2 separate regions of the Zea mays genome follow, and region 2 is linked to region 1. The links are chromatin contacts, called in public Hi-C maps. All regions are on one chromosome and are shown on one strand. The core of a region is the stretch at or near the end of the contact, and the rest is flanking DNA. Distances in the headings are between cores, read along the strand shown.

The links. Hi-C and Micro-C count contacts between places; a contact is called where the count stands out from the background.
Region 2: a contact with region 1 is called in a Hi-C map of ear, with 2.8 times the contacts expected there. The contact joins the promoter of LOC100282124 here to the promoter of LOC100278893 in region 1. A contact is called at or near these places in 2 of 25 Hi-C or Micro-C datasets (ear and leaf).

What each region holds. Positions count from the first base shown.
Region 1 is chr3:39,765,550-39,773,490 of Zm-B73-REFERENCE-NAM-5.0, reverse strand. LOC100278893 reads right to left here and starts at 2,682. Exons shown (of 4, transcript NM_001152022.1): 1 at 2,372-2,682. The coding sequence starts at 2,568.
Region 2 is chr3:40,543,894-40,551,834 of Zm-B73-REFERENCE-NAM-5.0, reverse strand. It overlaps LOC100282124 (peroxidase 72), which reads left to right and starts at 2,657. Exons shown (of 4, transcript NM_001155037.2): 1 at 2,657-2,955; 2 at 3,588-3,779; 3 at 3,912-4,077; 4 at 4,179-4,868. The coding sequence starts at 2,731. The coding sequence ends at 4,597. LOC103649988 (pentatricopeptide repeat-containing protein At5g57250, mitochondrial) reads right to left here. Exons shown (of 6, transcript XM_020550186.2): 1 at 6,946-7,941; 2 at 6,542-6,706; 3 at 6,382-6,450; 4 at 6,139-6,246; 5 at 1,707-3,021; 6 at 1,031-1,555. The coding sequence ends at 7,017.

The sequences.
Region 1 (7,941 bases), core at 1,433-3,932:
TTGAGAAAATGGCCATCAATATATAGGTACTCTCCCACATCACATCTAAAATGGGTATCGAGTTTAAATTACCTGTTCGAGATGCTATAGTGTCATTTAGATATCTATAATAGATTTAGGTGTCACGATAGGTACTCTGTTGGAGTTAGCCTAAGCAAGCATAGAGCCATTGCTCCCTCCCATCCCCTCCTCTCCCACCCCACATAACAGCAGCAAGCACCCCCCCCCCCCCCCCCCGCATGGTTGTGACAATGACATTTTAAATTTTACCGCTTGAACCATTCTAGCATGGAATTATACAAATATAGTGACGATGCAAATTCCTTTTGCTAATATTCTGAGGTATGTTCTCCTTTTCTGAATATATTACATGACAGATACCTAAATTTCTAGTGGGTTATAAGCAAAAAAAAACATAGAGCTAGATCAACAACCCGCAAGACCAAGAAAAACTTATGTAGGTACATAACACCGGACCCGTTTGTATAATAGGTCTGAACATTATAAAAATTCTGTTGGGAAACATACATACACATTGGAACCATAGCAAGAAATTCAACAGTCCTCCTGATGGGAAAAGAAACTACCAAATGAGCATTCTGCACATACTATTGAATTCTACCTTGTTACTCCTTTAGTCCTTTGTATATAACTGGTAGTGCATCAAAATGTAAATGGACCTTATCTAGTATCCCAAAGGTAGAGGAGACTACTGCAAACTGAAAACAATTGAACCTTTCTTGTCATCTGTCCCTTCCATCTCAAAATTTATTCCAAGCTAACATGGCATCTGACCTTCCTACGTAGGCGAAGTTCTCATTTAAAATTGCACAAAACATCTATTTTTATGTCCGAAGAATTTTAGGCCTACTATTATACACAATGAACAACTTTGGAGGGTTCAATGCTAGAAACTTCCTAAATCCTAAGAGAATCTTTACCAAAACAATCCCCTCTCCCTGTAACCAGCAATGAAAAGGATTGAAGCAAAAAAAACAAGCTCCAACACATCCCCTTTCCTAATTTTTTTCTCAACCTCTCAAAATCTCCTTTCTTCCTCCTCATGTCACTAAGATTGTGGCCTTGTGGGTCCATAGGATAGGACTGGAGCACCACCGCAACACCAGTGCACCAAGCACGAAGCACGCAGGCCCCATGCCGCCGACACCACTTCGGGCAGTCAAGTGTGTGGGTTGGCCACACCGCCACACCACTGCCACACTGGGCACGCGGGCCCAGACCGCGCTAGGCAGACGAGCACTTGGGTCGCCACATTGTCACCTTGGGCAAGCACTGAAAGAGATGGGAGGGAGAGGAAAGAGAGAACAGGAAGATAAAAGAAGAGAGTTGCAATGACATGTGGGTCTCATGAACGTAAAGGGGATGGATTTTCTCAATTGCTATAGAAGCCCTCCCCTATAACATGGAATTCAGTTTTATCAATCCGCTATAGGGAATTTTAAGGGAAAAGGAAGCTTAACTAAAACATTACAGATTCTAAAGGTCTGTTTGTGAGCTATAAAAAAAGTTGTTGTGAGCTATGTGTTGGCAAAAGATTGTAAGTTTTTTGTTTTTTGGTTGAAACAACTATAAAACTTACACCGTCTCTTCATTTCCCTCGAAACAGCTATAAAATATTAAAAGTCTCACTATTTCCACCTATTTGGGAAAGTCGAAAGCCAAAATAAGGGTCCAAGAAGCGGTGAAAATTAAGTTACACGAAAGGAACTGCTTCTGGAAAAGCAGTTTCAGGTTCTAAACATTTGGTTGAGCTTCAGCTTCTCATTAGAAACACTTTCCAGAAGCTGAACCAAACACAGCCTAATATATGGTGCAAGGATCCACAGTTCAAAGCTATGTTCCAATCACAATCCAAAGTTATGGTGTAAGACGAAAATAATTACTCTAACCACCCAACAAGTATAACTCAAATCCACACTGCACACCAGCAACACAACCTAAAACTACGAACATAACATAGAAACACATCACTTCAGGATGCAAAAAACCAATAAACTGAAGCACCAAAAATAACTAGATGAGATGACAGGAGAGCAGACAGAGACATCATGACGGGGATGGGCTGCTCACAGGATGGATATCTAATGTTTTTGCTGGAAATTCCCCAATTTTGGCAGGAACAGAACTGTTTCCGATGAACCTTTGAAACAGGCCTATACTGTATCGACTACCGCGTTCAAGGCTAATAAAATAAAATGCTACAGAATCATATCAGAACTAGAGTCCAGCACAATCTGGCCTACAGCACTACAGAGTCTTTAACACGTCACCAGAAATCTTTTGTATGACCATTAGGGTTCATAGTTCAGAACTGGGACGGCTGGGCCGCACCGGAAAACGACGGCGGTACCTTCGTAGCGTGGAGTAGGCCTCGGCCCGGCGCTGTTGCACGGCGAGGAACCCGCGGAGCAGGCCCACCAACGCGGCAGCGCTACGCCGCTCGCCGCTGGTATCTGCATCCATAGCGGCCTCCTCGACAGTGGAGGCGGCCGGAGTCGGTTGGTCTTCGGCCATATGGTTCCCGATGCTCGGCTCCATCTCCGCCATGGCTTCTCTCCCTCACAAGTCACGAGGAGTCGCACTCCCCCCTCGTCTTCTATGTTGCTTCGCCTCAGCTCTCGACGGCGACGGCTCCTAGATCATGGAAAGACAGCTTCCGACAGCTGTTCAGAATGCAATCCAGTGTGCTACGAATTAAAGGCAAACAAAAAAATTATTTGTTGGTTTTTAGTGTTTGAATGTTGTATAGTTAATAGTTAGTGACTAAAATTGGCTAGAAACATCTAAGCACTCTAGCTAATATTTTAGCTACTAACTATTTTTAATAAATTATCTACTAGTTAACTAGCTATTTGTTAGCTAGCTAATTCTAATACCAATTTTTAGCTAGCTCTAGTGCATTCAAACACTCTTTTAAAGTATTTGAATGTACTAGATCTAATAGTTAATGACTAAAATTAGTTGAAGAAATCCAAACAACGTAGCTAATAGTTTAAGTATTAGCTATTTTAGTAAATTAGTTAATAGATAGCTGGCTATTTGTTAGCTATCTAATTCCACTAATAACTTTTTAGTCAACTAACTATTAGCTCTAGTGCATTCAAACACCGCTTATTTCTATCAAAAATCTAGAATCTCAGTAAAAATAAAAGGTCCGAAAGCAAAATAAATTCCTAAAAATATATCGCTAGTTTAATCTAGAATCTCTTTATATGCTATATTTTTCATATTTCTATATCTAAATTTTAAAAATATTACCTAGTTACCAATATTACATCGAACCATTTTATTTTCTATTCAAACATTCTCACTCAACTTGTCGGTCAGCTATTAGAACATGTCCTGTGTCCAGCAGAATATAGGGATCTCCACTGGTAAAGTATTAGAGATAGTCTTAGAGGGTGTTTAAATGCACTAGAACTAATAGTTAGTTGGCTAAAAAATTACTAGTTGAATTAGCTAACTAACTATTAACTAATTTATTAAAAATAGTTGAACTATTAGTTAGGGTGTTTAGATGTCTCCAACTAATTTTAACTACTAACTATTAGCTCTAGTGTATTTAAACACCCCTTACTTGACAACACCTTCTAACGGCGACCAGAATCGACACTATCCACATGTTTGGTTGGCTTCTCCCGGTAGCCCGACTGCATAAGCCAGGTCGGCGGGAGCCTGGCTCCAGAGATGCGAACAGTTTGCTCGCGTCTGCAGAGCCTGGCTCAAGATGCTTTAAGTATCGTGCGAGTCTGACTCCACATCTGTACGCAGGTAACCAAACACACACCTCGCATGCGTAGAGCCTGGTTGATAACAATCAAACACCAGCTTATTGCATCCTGCGATGCAAGCACCAGCAAATACAGGCAACCAAACACATGGTATGTTTCTGTGCCCGACTTAGAGGTTAATGACATGGATTATTTGTCCCTAAACCGTTGTACCTCTTTCTCAGCGACATTTCAACGTTGCTCATCGCCCAACATTCACATTGTTCGTTCATATATGTTGTTGCCCGCTTCAACACCTCTCCAGCCTACACTTTGATGCTTTGTGACTGCAAGACTACATCCCCATAAAAGACAATGATGCAACATCTATCGTTTTAGTTGTTGTCACCGTCATATATGTTACTCGTGTAGGGTCTTATGTATGCATTGGATTGGACATTGCTACAGACACGATGTTTGAACCTAGTGTTGTGGGAGTAGGACCCCGTGGCATGCGTACCGCCCCATTGCCGATGATGATATGCTGCCGAATCATCTCTTTCAAGAGGCCTGGGCGACGTCTCTCCTGCCATATTGACAAGTTATTATCATCTTATAGAATCTATAGTTAATAGTTTTTCAACCAAATAGATTCCAGCTTTTCCATAGTTGTTAGCTTGTAGTAGCTTTTCTCATGGCTCGTGGCTAAAATTAGATTTTTAGTAATCTACAGTTGGACCAAATACACTCTTAGCGGTTGTTGTAGAGATTATGAGTGTGTTTAGCACAATTTCTAGAGTCATGATGCACTAAAATAGCTCTACTTTATTAAAAATAGCTTAATATAAAAAGGTAAATCTAGACATGAGATTCACCATGGATCAGCCTCATCATATATATGAGATCTACCCAAGGTCTATGAGGAAATTGTTTTTACTACACATCAACTTCATATCCACGAAAGTTTTCTATGGAAACTACATGTTTTACCCTTAGATTGATACATATAGCACGCATATTTGTTCTGATTTATTCTAAAAATGGAATATTTTTAACACAAATGCAATATCTTGATACGTAGGATAGATAATTAATTAACTCATATCTATGACAACATCTCAATAATATTATGATAATTCATGCATAGCAATAACTAAAGATTAAATGAAGAGTAGTATTTTATTACATGCTAATTTCAAGCAAGAGCAAGAGTCATGGCCAAGTCATCACCAAATATATCCATAGTGGTGGCATTGACTTTTAAAGTAGTACTATTCAATATAATTGCATATCAATTATACCTTTCTGGTATTGTAGAGCTAAAATAAGGACCGCAATCGAGATGGAGCGAAGTCTAAATCTTCACTACCACACTCATGAATAAAATTATGAAAGACCATACAAGCAACAACCATACTTTTTTTATTCCACATTGGATAATTAGGAATTTTGTATAAAATTTTTCACTTTAACTTTAACACTCCAAAAAATCTCTTAATAACATTTCTGTAAGGAAAATGACGTCGGGTCATTTGGCTCAATAGGTTTTGGTGTTTGATGATCAACATAACCTATTGACTAATGTGTTTGCTAGTGTTTATGTTTATAGTTCACAGGATGTGAAAAGGATTAGACTAAGACACTGAGGATGCAACACCTCAAATGAAGACATAAAAAGAGCTTAAAATTCCAAGACTCAAGACCAAAGGAGCCCAAGAACAAAATACAGAAGACCTAGAAGATGGGATGTCAGCTGGCGCACTGGTGGCACACAGTTGGCTCACCTGTGGCACACAATTGGCTCACTGGTGGCACAAAGTTGGTTCACCGGTGGCACACAGTTGGCGCACAGGACAGCCAATAGAGTTTCCATTTGCTCCATGTCTGAGAGGAGGCACCGAACTGTCCAAACAATCATTGTTCACTGTCTGGTGCACGTAACGGCTAGCTGTCAGAACTAGCCATTGGCTGCACACAGTTGGCACATAGTTGGCTCACCGGTGGCACACAGTTGGCGCACAGGACAGCCAACAGAGTTTCCATTCTGAGAGGAGGCATCAGACTGTCCGGTGTGCACCGGACAATCACTATTCACTGTCCGGTGCACGTAACGGCTAGCTATCAGAACTAGTCGTTGGCTGCACGTCGTTGGCTCACCGGTGGCACATAGTTGGCTCACCGTTGGCACACTGTTGGTGCACCGGACTGTCCGGTGTGTCAGAAGTAGCCGTTGGCTGCACACCGTTGGCACACAGTTGGCTCACCAGTGGCACACAGTTGGTGCACCGTTGGCACACAGTTGGCACACCGTGGGCTGACAGGACTGTCCGGTGTGCCACCCTTACAACAGTCTGCTTTTCAACGGCTAGTTGAGTTGGGGCCTATATATATTTCACCCAACCAGCCATTTGAAGGAGTGGGAGCCCAAGCAACATACCAAGGCATATTGTAGACATTTCCAAGTGCTCAAACACCCAAGTGCTTAATAGAATCACTCGGTGATTAGCGTAGGTGCTTTGCGAAGTGCTTAGGTTAGTTAGACCGCATTAGCGCTTGCTCTAGGTGAATCCTAGTTAGTTGAGTGAGTTTAGACAAACCACACAACCCGTCGGCTCTTGCGCGAGCTGTTGTAATTGTACCGAGTGGGGGCGAGAGTCTTGCGAGACCGTGACAACCGCATTTGTGTCACGGTCGCCACCGTGTACCGGAGGGAACGAGGCCCGCAGTGTTTTGGCCGGAAGCTCGATAGTGGAGACGGCGGGGAGCGTCCGAGAGGAGTCGGAAGCGAAGCACCACTTGCGTGTGGAGAAGGCCCGCGACTCTCTACGGAGTTACTCGACCGAGGTGCTTGGCCCTCGCATGGGCAACTTTGCGTAGGGGCACCAACGAGGATTAGTCGGGACCTTGCGTGGTTCCAGATACCTTGGTAAAAATACCAGCGTCATCCACGAGAGTTTGCATTTCTACCTTGTTCGCTTCCGCATTTATATTAAGCATTTAAGTCTCAATCTTGTGTTTATAGTTATATTGTTGCAGATTGAAACTTAGCCATTGCGGTAGAGATAGCAACACTTAGAAAAAACCTATTTTGCACATTCTAGTTTGATTAATTGCATATGTTTTGCTCTAGGGATTTATTTGTGGCCTAGTTTATTGAAAGTTTTAGAAGTCCTAATTCACCCCCTCTTAGGCGTCACCTGTTTCTTTCAATTTTGAATATGACAATGAATGCAATTGATTCTTTCCTTAGGTGTTTTAGGTTACATACCTTTATGCCACTCTAGTATATGATATATTTCAACGTGGGAATACTTTTTTGTCCATTAAGCATCAACAAACTACTGGATAGTTGGGCCGATTAAGCATCAACAACGTAATATTAGTGTAGACATGGTGAAAATAATAAATTTTAATAGTTGTTATCATACAAAAGAGACTAATGACTAATAGTTATTCATTTATAGTACATTGTGGAGAATGTGGGAAGACTTTTTGTCCATATTGATTGCAATAATACATTTGCGTCATGCATAGCTCTCAGTTGACCCATGAATACACAAATGAATCGCATGTTAAAATCACAAACTGCTAAGACATTTGATTGACTATCCTATTTTCTAAATATACCTCACTTACTTGTCGAGTAGAAGAGAAACTTGAATATGTGTATCATATAGAGCACCAATGCAATCCTTAAAATATGGATAGGTTTGTCTATCATCTCAAAATTGGGATCTTTAAGTATAATGAAATCCTTTGCCATAGCCATCAAAGAGTTAAGGACCTCATCTAATTTCCTAGTAATTGTCTCACCTGAATGCCGGACCGACTTTGAATTTTTTTGACCTGACTAAGTTCTAGCACAAGTAAATAAAAACATGGTAAGGCTATCATATGTAGTCATATGATAGGATGATTTTAGCCCATACCTCTCCACTATTAAAATATGGAGGTCCTCAAATATTTCATTGATCATACAAAGTTGGTCATGGCATTTCTCTAAACTGCTCAATATCTCAAGCAAAAACCTCATGTTAGTGGTTGAAGTTATAGAAGTGGAAAAATCCCTTACTTTAGAAGTAAAGAAGAATGAATTGCTATCCACTGAGTTATCTTCTTGTCATTCATCTATTTCTAGCCTTAAGATTGCAAATGATGATTTGAATGCTAGGATAGAAAAGTTGAATGAATGTAATGTTGTTAGTTCATC
Region 2 (7,941 bases), core at 1,408-3,907, 780 kb before region 1:
TTCTCTAGTTCTACTCAGGTGGATTGATATATTAATTGGGAATCTTCTAGGCGTCACAAGGTATGGTACACATCAATCCATGAACGGACAAAGCAACGGTAAGATCCGACCCAGTAAAAGTAATAGCGTTAACCTAAGTTATCCTGGACGACCACGCGTGGCAATTAAAAAATAATAATTTTTGCCTCCTAAAACCTCTTTCTTAATTGGTTCTTGATTGCAAATCACCAGCGAACCCATATGAAAGGATGCTCAAAATCTGGCCACCGCATCAGGGTTGGTGGATGCAACGTAAAATATAATGCATAAATCAGCTCTCTGATCAGTTATATAATCGTGCCGTTTAATTATTCATGCCAGCTTTATCTGACTCACGAAATCATTGGTAAATTATTCCTCAGCTGTATTAGAAAGAGCAGTGTTGTTTAACTTGGAAAGTGATGTGGAAGCGTGTGATTGCGGTTGAACTTGTATAGGAGTAAAATGAGGAACAGTAGGAAAATAAATTTTCGGATTAAAACGGGTTGTTTGGACTGCTGCGGATATAATTCATAGAGATAAAAACACCGTAGAAGTATTAGAAGCCGGTAAAGATTAAATCCAAATGAACGAACAGGCTAAACAAATCCGGCGCCTCAAAAGTCAAGAGCAGGTACTGGGCTGTCTTGCACATGTCGCTTTTTGTCTCCCCCTGGCCCCTGGGTGAGAGTAGTAGGGATGCTAAAGTTTGCTTTCTCTTTTTGAGGCATGTGATAGGCTCTAGTTAGTTGCTAGGGCTATGTTTATAATATTTGCGCTTTTACCTATGTATGTAAGAACCGGATGGAATAATGCTATGCAGGAACCAATCATGTTTGGTCGAAATGTATAGTGACCTATCAGTAAGCTCAGCACCTGCCCCATTTCATAATGTTATCCCTGTTCATGTACCAAGGTGGCTAATGATATACGGCATATGAATACAGTAATGATCCAAGCACGTAAAAACTCGCTAGACGTTTATGCCTGCTAGCCTGCTGGGTGTGTAGACTGGAGTACTGGACAAACATCGCAATACAGAGGTACAGTATTTGTCTAGCCAATGATATACATAGATAGAAAACCACTGTTGTACGCCACTATAGCTCACGTTCTCCATGAGCTCTTCTCTCTGCTGTTTCTTCCTCTGCTAACTGCGTTATGATATGACGTCGTATAAATAATCTCACAATACTTCCTTATTTTCAGCATGGCCTCCTTTATGTTTATTTAACAGTAGCAACCAACGCCGATCGATGTTTCCTTCAAGAAACGGCCACTCACTATGTGGTGTGCAGAAGAACAAATGTAAGCAGCTCCTACGGGTACCAGTAGTCATGTCAGTGTGGAAGCTTTCCAACCAACGCCTCCTTCGAGGAACCCGGTCGTGCTGACATGAATGTAGGCCATGCAAACACAAGCACCTAACGCGAATCATCACGACGCGCCGTGTACTGGGCGTTGGTACATCACACCCCGCGTTTGACCTGATCGGAAGCATGCGTGTGTGTTGGCTGCAGGACCGGCTATAGGTTTCCTGCATTGGACAGCAGAAGCCAGTCATGTTTTAGGCACGCACGCGCTCCGGCCGTTTGATGAATCATCCATCTTTCGTATTGATCACTACGCTGATATAGCAAACTTTAAGGTGTGAAACCACGAGACGAGCGATAAATCTTAGACGTTACCTATACATATGAAGCTTGTGCGAAAAAAAGGCGTGCCGCTGTAGCATCATTCGTATACACTTTTGTCCCCAAAGACAGGGATACGAATCCATGCTCGACACAACCCTCCCTTCCCTGCAGATAACGACACTTAAGTATAACAAAAGTAGTTGGATTATTTCAGAAGCAAAATCTCACTTTTCGCTGGCCTTTTTGTACTTTGGTTACTTGAGTTCAGACAGTGTATGCTATATTGTCATGTGCTGCGTAAGGTTTAAATATGGTTCGACAAATATATCAGTATATCACTACTTTGTTATGGGTGGGGCCTAGCACAAACTTGATACATCTAGGATAAAGTTAGAACAATGACTCATCTACTGTAAAGCGACACCTGTCCTGTTATGGTAGTTTAAGTCCATTCCTGGACGACTCCAGATCCAGGATATGATGCTGTTACATAATGCGATTGTTCACAATAAAATTGCATGATGTTCTTCTACTCTTTAGGCAGTTTTGTTCAACAGGCAAGTTGCATAATGCATGTGCATATATGAGCAGCATAATCATCAATTAATCATAGGTTCGTCATTTTAGTTTCACTCCTTCACATTATTCCAGCCCTTGAAGAAAAATGTAGCAGTGCTTGCTGTTTAATAAGTGGCAGAGCTGTTTTCACTCCACCTACGCTTGTCCAGGACCAAAATTTTAATCTGTCACTTTGAGCTAAAACTGAAGCACCAAACCGCTACAAAGAACGTAAGAGCTGAATTGTAACTTGATGGGATTACTATAGCAGTTGCTACAGTTCTTGCTAGCTACCTTATACTATACGCATCACCCTAACAACCCGGCTGACTGCTGCATCTGACCCCACCGTCCCCTGCTCCAAACCAACTCTCCTTTCCTTACATGCACTACACCCACTTCCTGCAGCTATATATACCACCATATGCCCATCTTATGAAACCATCCACAAGAGGAGAAGAAACAATCAACCAGCAACACTCTTCTCGTATAACATAATACAGCGAAGGTAACTCACATGGCAACTTCCATGGGTTGTCTCGTCTTGCTCTGCCTTGTTTCTTCTCTCCTTCCCAGTGCCGTCCTTGGCCACCCATGGGGTGGCTTGTTCCCACAGTTCTATGACCATTCGTGCCCCAAGGCGAAGGAGATTGTGCAGTCCATTGTGGCACAGGCTGTGGCCAAGGAGACCAGGATGGCGGCATCTTTGGTCAGACTGCATTTCCATGACTGCTTTGTCAAGGTTCAATTCTGCTTCCTCTGTTATGTTCTTTATATTACATGCTCTGACAAACTATAAAGCTTGATACTGCAGTACAATATAACAAGTTAGCGACACAAGTTTTGTACTTCAAGTCTTTTAACTATATGTTGGTGCAATAAGATTATGAGTAATCCATATGAAGGTGTTGCAAGCGAATATGAAAGGCAAAGATAAACGGATGAACCCATTACTAGCTTTGGCTGTATCAGACCAATAACTTGAAATGCACTTGTGCTAGCATGCCTAAGTATTAGAAAAGGTAGCATGGGAGAATCTATATTATTTTGGCTAACTTCTTTAGTTACTATTGATTGATGAGAAAGCCTACCATTGCCCATGCCAGCCCTAATGTCCCGGTGACATGATTGAGCCAGTACTATGATTAATTTACTCTATTGTTCTCCTTTTTTGAGTGCTGTATAAGATGTCCTTTTTTTGAGCCACTCGAGAAGATGTTTACTTAACTCTAGTGCGCAATGATTGGAGCTCTCAGTGCAACGCATGTGCTCTGTAATCTACTGTCACCACTACCCTGTAGTGTGTGCTTAAACTCTAAACTATTCCACGTGGCTAGTAATTACCAATCATTTACAACACTGTTACATGTGTAGGGCTGCGATGCTTCGGTGCTGTTGGACAACAGCAGCAGCATAGTTAGTGAGAAAGGGTCCAACCCGAACAGGAACTCCCTCAGGGGGTTTGAGGTGATCGACCAGATTAAGGCTGCTCTTGAGGCTGCCTGCCCAGGCACAGTCTCCTGTGCCGACATTGTTGCCCTTGCGGCTCGTGATTCCACCGCCCTGGTATGTTCCACACTTCCACTATCGACAATCCTTTCCAACCTCAAGGAACAGACATGATATTTGTGAGTGTATATATATATATATAGTGATAGCTTTGGCAAACTTAGATATTTTCTGAGCTCTAAACCGTAGGTTGGTGGACCATACTGGGACGTGCCACTTGGCCGGAGAGACTCGCTCGGTGCAAGCATCCAGGGCTCCAACAATGACATCCCAGCCCCCAACAACACACTCCCCACTATCATCACCAAGTTCAAGCGCCAGGGCCTCAATGTTGTTGATGTTGTCGCCCTCTCAGGTGATTTTTCTTGTATTTATTAGTAACATCTGTCCTTCGTTATTCACCAACTTAGCGCACACTCATATTACGCATGGATACAATATCATGTGTGAATACAGGTGGTCACACCATTGGTATGTCTCGGTGCACTAGTTTCCGGCAGAGGCTATACAACCAGACAGGCAATGGCATGGCTGACAGCACACTGGATGTATCCTACGCCGCAAAGCTGAGGCAGGGATGCCCCCGCTCTGGTGGTGACAACAACCTCTTCCCCTTGGACTTCATCACCCCTGCCAAGTTTGACAATTTTTACTACAAGAACCTCCTGGCCGGCAAGGGCCTTCTAAGCTCTGATGAGATTCTGTTAACCAAGAGCGCTGAGACAGCGGCCCTCGTGAAGGCATATGCTGCTGATGTCAATCTCTTCTTCCAGCACTTTGCACAGTCTATGGTGAATATGGGCAACATCTCGCCACTGACAGGGTCACAAGGTGAGATCAGGAAGAACTGCAGGAGGCTCAACAATGACCACTGAGGGCACTGAAGTCGCTTGATGTGCTGAATTGTTCGTGATGTTGGTGGCGTATTTTGTTTAAATAAGTAAGCATGGCTGTGATTTTATCATATTATCGATCTTTGGGGTTTTATTTAACACATTGTAAAATGTGTATCTATTAATAACTCAATGTATAAGATGTGTTCATTCTTCGGTTGCCATAGATCTGCTTATTTGACCTGTGATGTTTTGACTCCCAAAACCAAAATCACAACTCAATAAACTCATGGAATATGTCCACCTGTTTCTTGAAGAGTTCATCTACCATTCCAGTTGGCATTTATCAGTGTTGCAGCGGCGCTGTGCTTTGTAACATAACAATTGTTCAGGCATTATATCCAAATCTAGAGGCCTACCAAAATGAGATAACAAGCCAACTAATCTGCTGGGAAATAGGTAACAAGTCTCTAACAAGATCTTAAGCTTATTCTGAGATGATGTCGAGACCGATGCCTTTTGTTACGTCGTGCCGTGCCTCTTGTTGCCATGCTGGTAAGTTGCTGCCTCTTGATGAGGGCAAGCTGCTTATCAAGGCGGGATGAAGTGTTATGGACGCAGGCATGGGTGCTGCTAGCTTGGCATCCAGGGTTCCAGGATAACCCATCTACCTGCATTAGTTTGTTTAGTTTCTTAACTGCTAAGTTGGCAGATCAGGTTAGTTAGACAAGATTGCTAGTTTCCTGCTTGGTTTGTTAGTTCATCATGTACGAGGGCCAGGCTATGTAATGCCAGGTGTATTATGTTGTTATTGATTGAATTAAGCAGGAGTTAACAAAAAAATCCTTCTTCTTGCTCACCCGTGGGCAAAGGCCCCTGGCCAGCGATCTCGCTCCCCCTTAACCCTAGCTCTCATACCATATTGGAATCAAATATGGGCAACAGTTACTCCCCAGATTCCAAATTTTGGTCTCTTTAGACTTCTCAAATTTTCTCCAAATGTAGGTCATTCTATGTATACTTACCCTTCTCTTCCTTGTTCCAAATTAATAAATGCTACCAGTCTCACAAATGAATGTGATCTACTTTCTTAACTCATGTGCACAAATCTAGAACCAACACATCAAAGTGTTAGAGTGGATGCACTAACTAGTTCAACCCAAAAGCTTAAGCTATTGGGAGAAGGTAGACAATCCACTTATACACTCCCACTCACATGTAGCCGGAGAGAAAGACACAAATGTGGAAATAAAGGGGTGGAGGTACAAATAAAGCATATGTCAGGATTTGAACTCGAGACATCTGGCTTTGATATCAGACGCACTAACCAGTTCAACCCAAATACTTAAGCAATTGGGAGAAGGTAGGCAATCCACTTATACACTTTAACACAGAGGAAGTGGATTCCAAAGGAAAAACTTCAATCATCATAAGGGAGGACCAAAAATACATTCATGCGACCTCCGTAGTCAGGTTGTCGTGCCTGATAGAAATCTATAGGGTTCCCATGCAAGCATTCAAACTAATGTCTTAACAATGTTAATATCACTGGATGATATTTCATATGCAATGCTAGAAGGTACCTGGTTGTGTCAGCCTCATATATGTCGGTATTGTTTCAGATTCTTGAACACTGATATGAGGGAAATCATAGGACAGCTTCTGCTTTCATGTATTTAAAGAAAACGCATCTGAAATGAGAGATAAATAAAGTTCAAGGAGAGATAAATACAGTTCAAGGATCCAGAAAGCAATTACATTTGGAAATGGGGCTAATGATGAGAAAATAAGTAATAGAGTAAGTACGAGTTAAAGAAGCTATTTACTTGCAAAACCCGCTGGTCTATTGGCTCTCTTTTACTCATGTCCTACAGTTCAACATTTACACCAGAGGCCTGGTAGATGTCTAGAGGAGTATCGTCAGTCAATGCTGGGGAAATTGAAAACAAAAAGAATGCATTGGAACTCACCCAGCAGAAAACATACCTAGAAGACAAAGGATATCAGCTGAGGGTTATAAAGTGGTTGAATCTAACAAGATGCATCCTCAACCTCCAGGCCTTTCAGAACCTTAAACCATATTGAACCATCAAATATTCAGAACTATATGGGTCAGTGCCATGGGTCAACCAGCAGACGCTCTCTCGACTCCTGTGGAAAGTGGGATATGTTTTGATATGGTGTCTGTTTTGGGAAGAACAGAAGAGACAAAAGGTTACAATAAAGAGTGCACTAGATCATGTGATGGTTGTGTGATGAACCCAAAGCACAGTTTTACTTTTCTAAACAAGACAGGCTAAAATGCAAAAAAAAGTAATTACAACTTTTTTTAAACCCCAATGTTGTAACATCAAGTCTCAACTGTATCAAGAAAAACATGCTGTACTTACGAGTTAATATGTTTGCAATCTTGATACTGCAGCAGGAAAGGTTTCCCTAAAAAGTTGAGCAGTAACCAAATTTAACCACAATTCTGAATCATTGCTTCAACTGCCTTGTTGGCCTTAAGAAGCTCCCCTTTCGAGCAAAGTGAAGCAATACCAGCATAATATGACTCAAAATCATCATTGAAAGACTTCCCAAGCAAATTTCGGTAGTCAATATCAGTGTCACCACTCGATTTTGATAAACTATCATCTCCATCTATCATGGATTGAACTTTTCCATCAGAACTCCTACAAAGACTATTGCTTGAAATATCATAAGCGACTGGACTTGCTTGTCCTGAATTTGACATGGAACCATAAGCATCCTCAGTTTTCTGTACCTTTTTTATATGCGCAAGCGCATTATAGCTGATAGAATTTGAAGAGGATAAAAGCATGAGTCCCACTTCATTTAGGATTGTTACAATCTCATCAATCCTCCCCTGATCACATGCAGAAGATAGGAGATCAACAAGGGACTCTGCCTGAATCTTATCTCCAACACTGTTTATTAACTCCGTGACTTCTTTGCACTGAAACATCTCCCTCAAGATGCCCCTGGATTCTTCCATCCTTCCTTTTGCATAGAGTCCTTTGATAAGGCTCATGAAACCAACAAAATCAGGATCTATATTCCTATGGCGGTATTCATTAAAGAATCTTAATGCAGCTTCAGTCTCACCTTTCAGACAAAGTCCATTGATAATTGCACCAAGTGTAAAACAATCTGGAAGTATAAAGAGTTCCTCCATATGAGACATAAGCTCAAGGGCCTTTCCAGTTAATCCAAAGTTACAATGACCACTTATCAGCAAGTTGTAAACACGGGTAGTGGGTTTGATACCTTTGGTGGACATTTTTTGGAATAACTGATCTGCATCATCTAATAAACCTTCTCTACACAAAGCACCTATAAGAATAGTATAGGTGATTATTGTTGGAAGCATCTTGCTGTTTTCT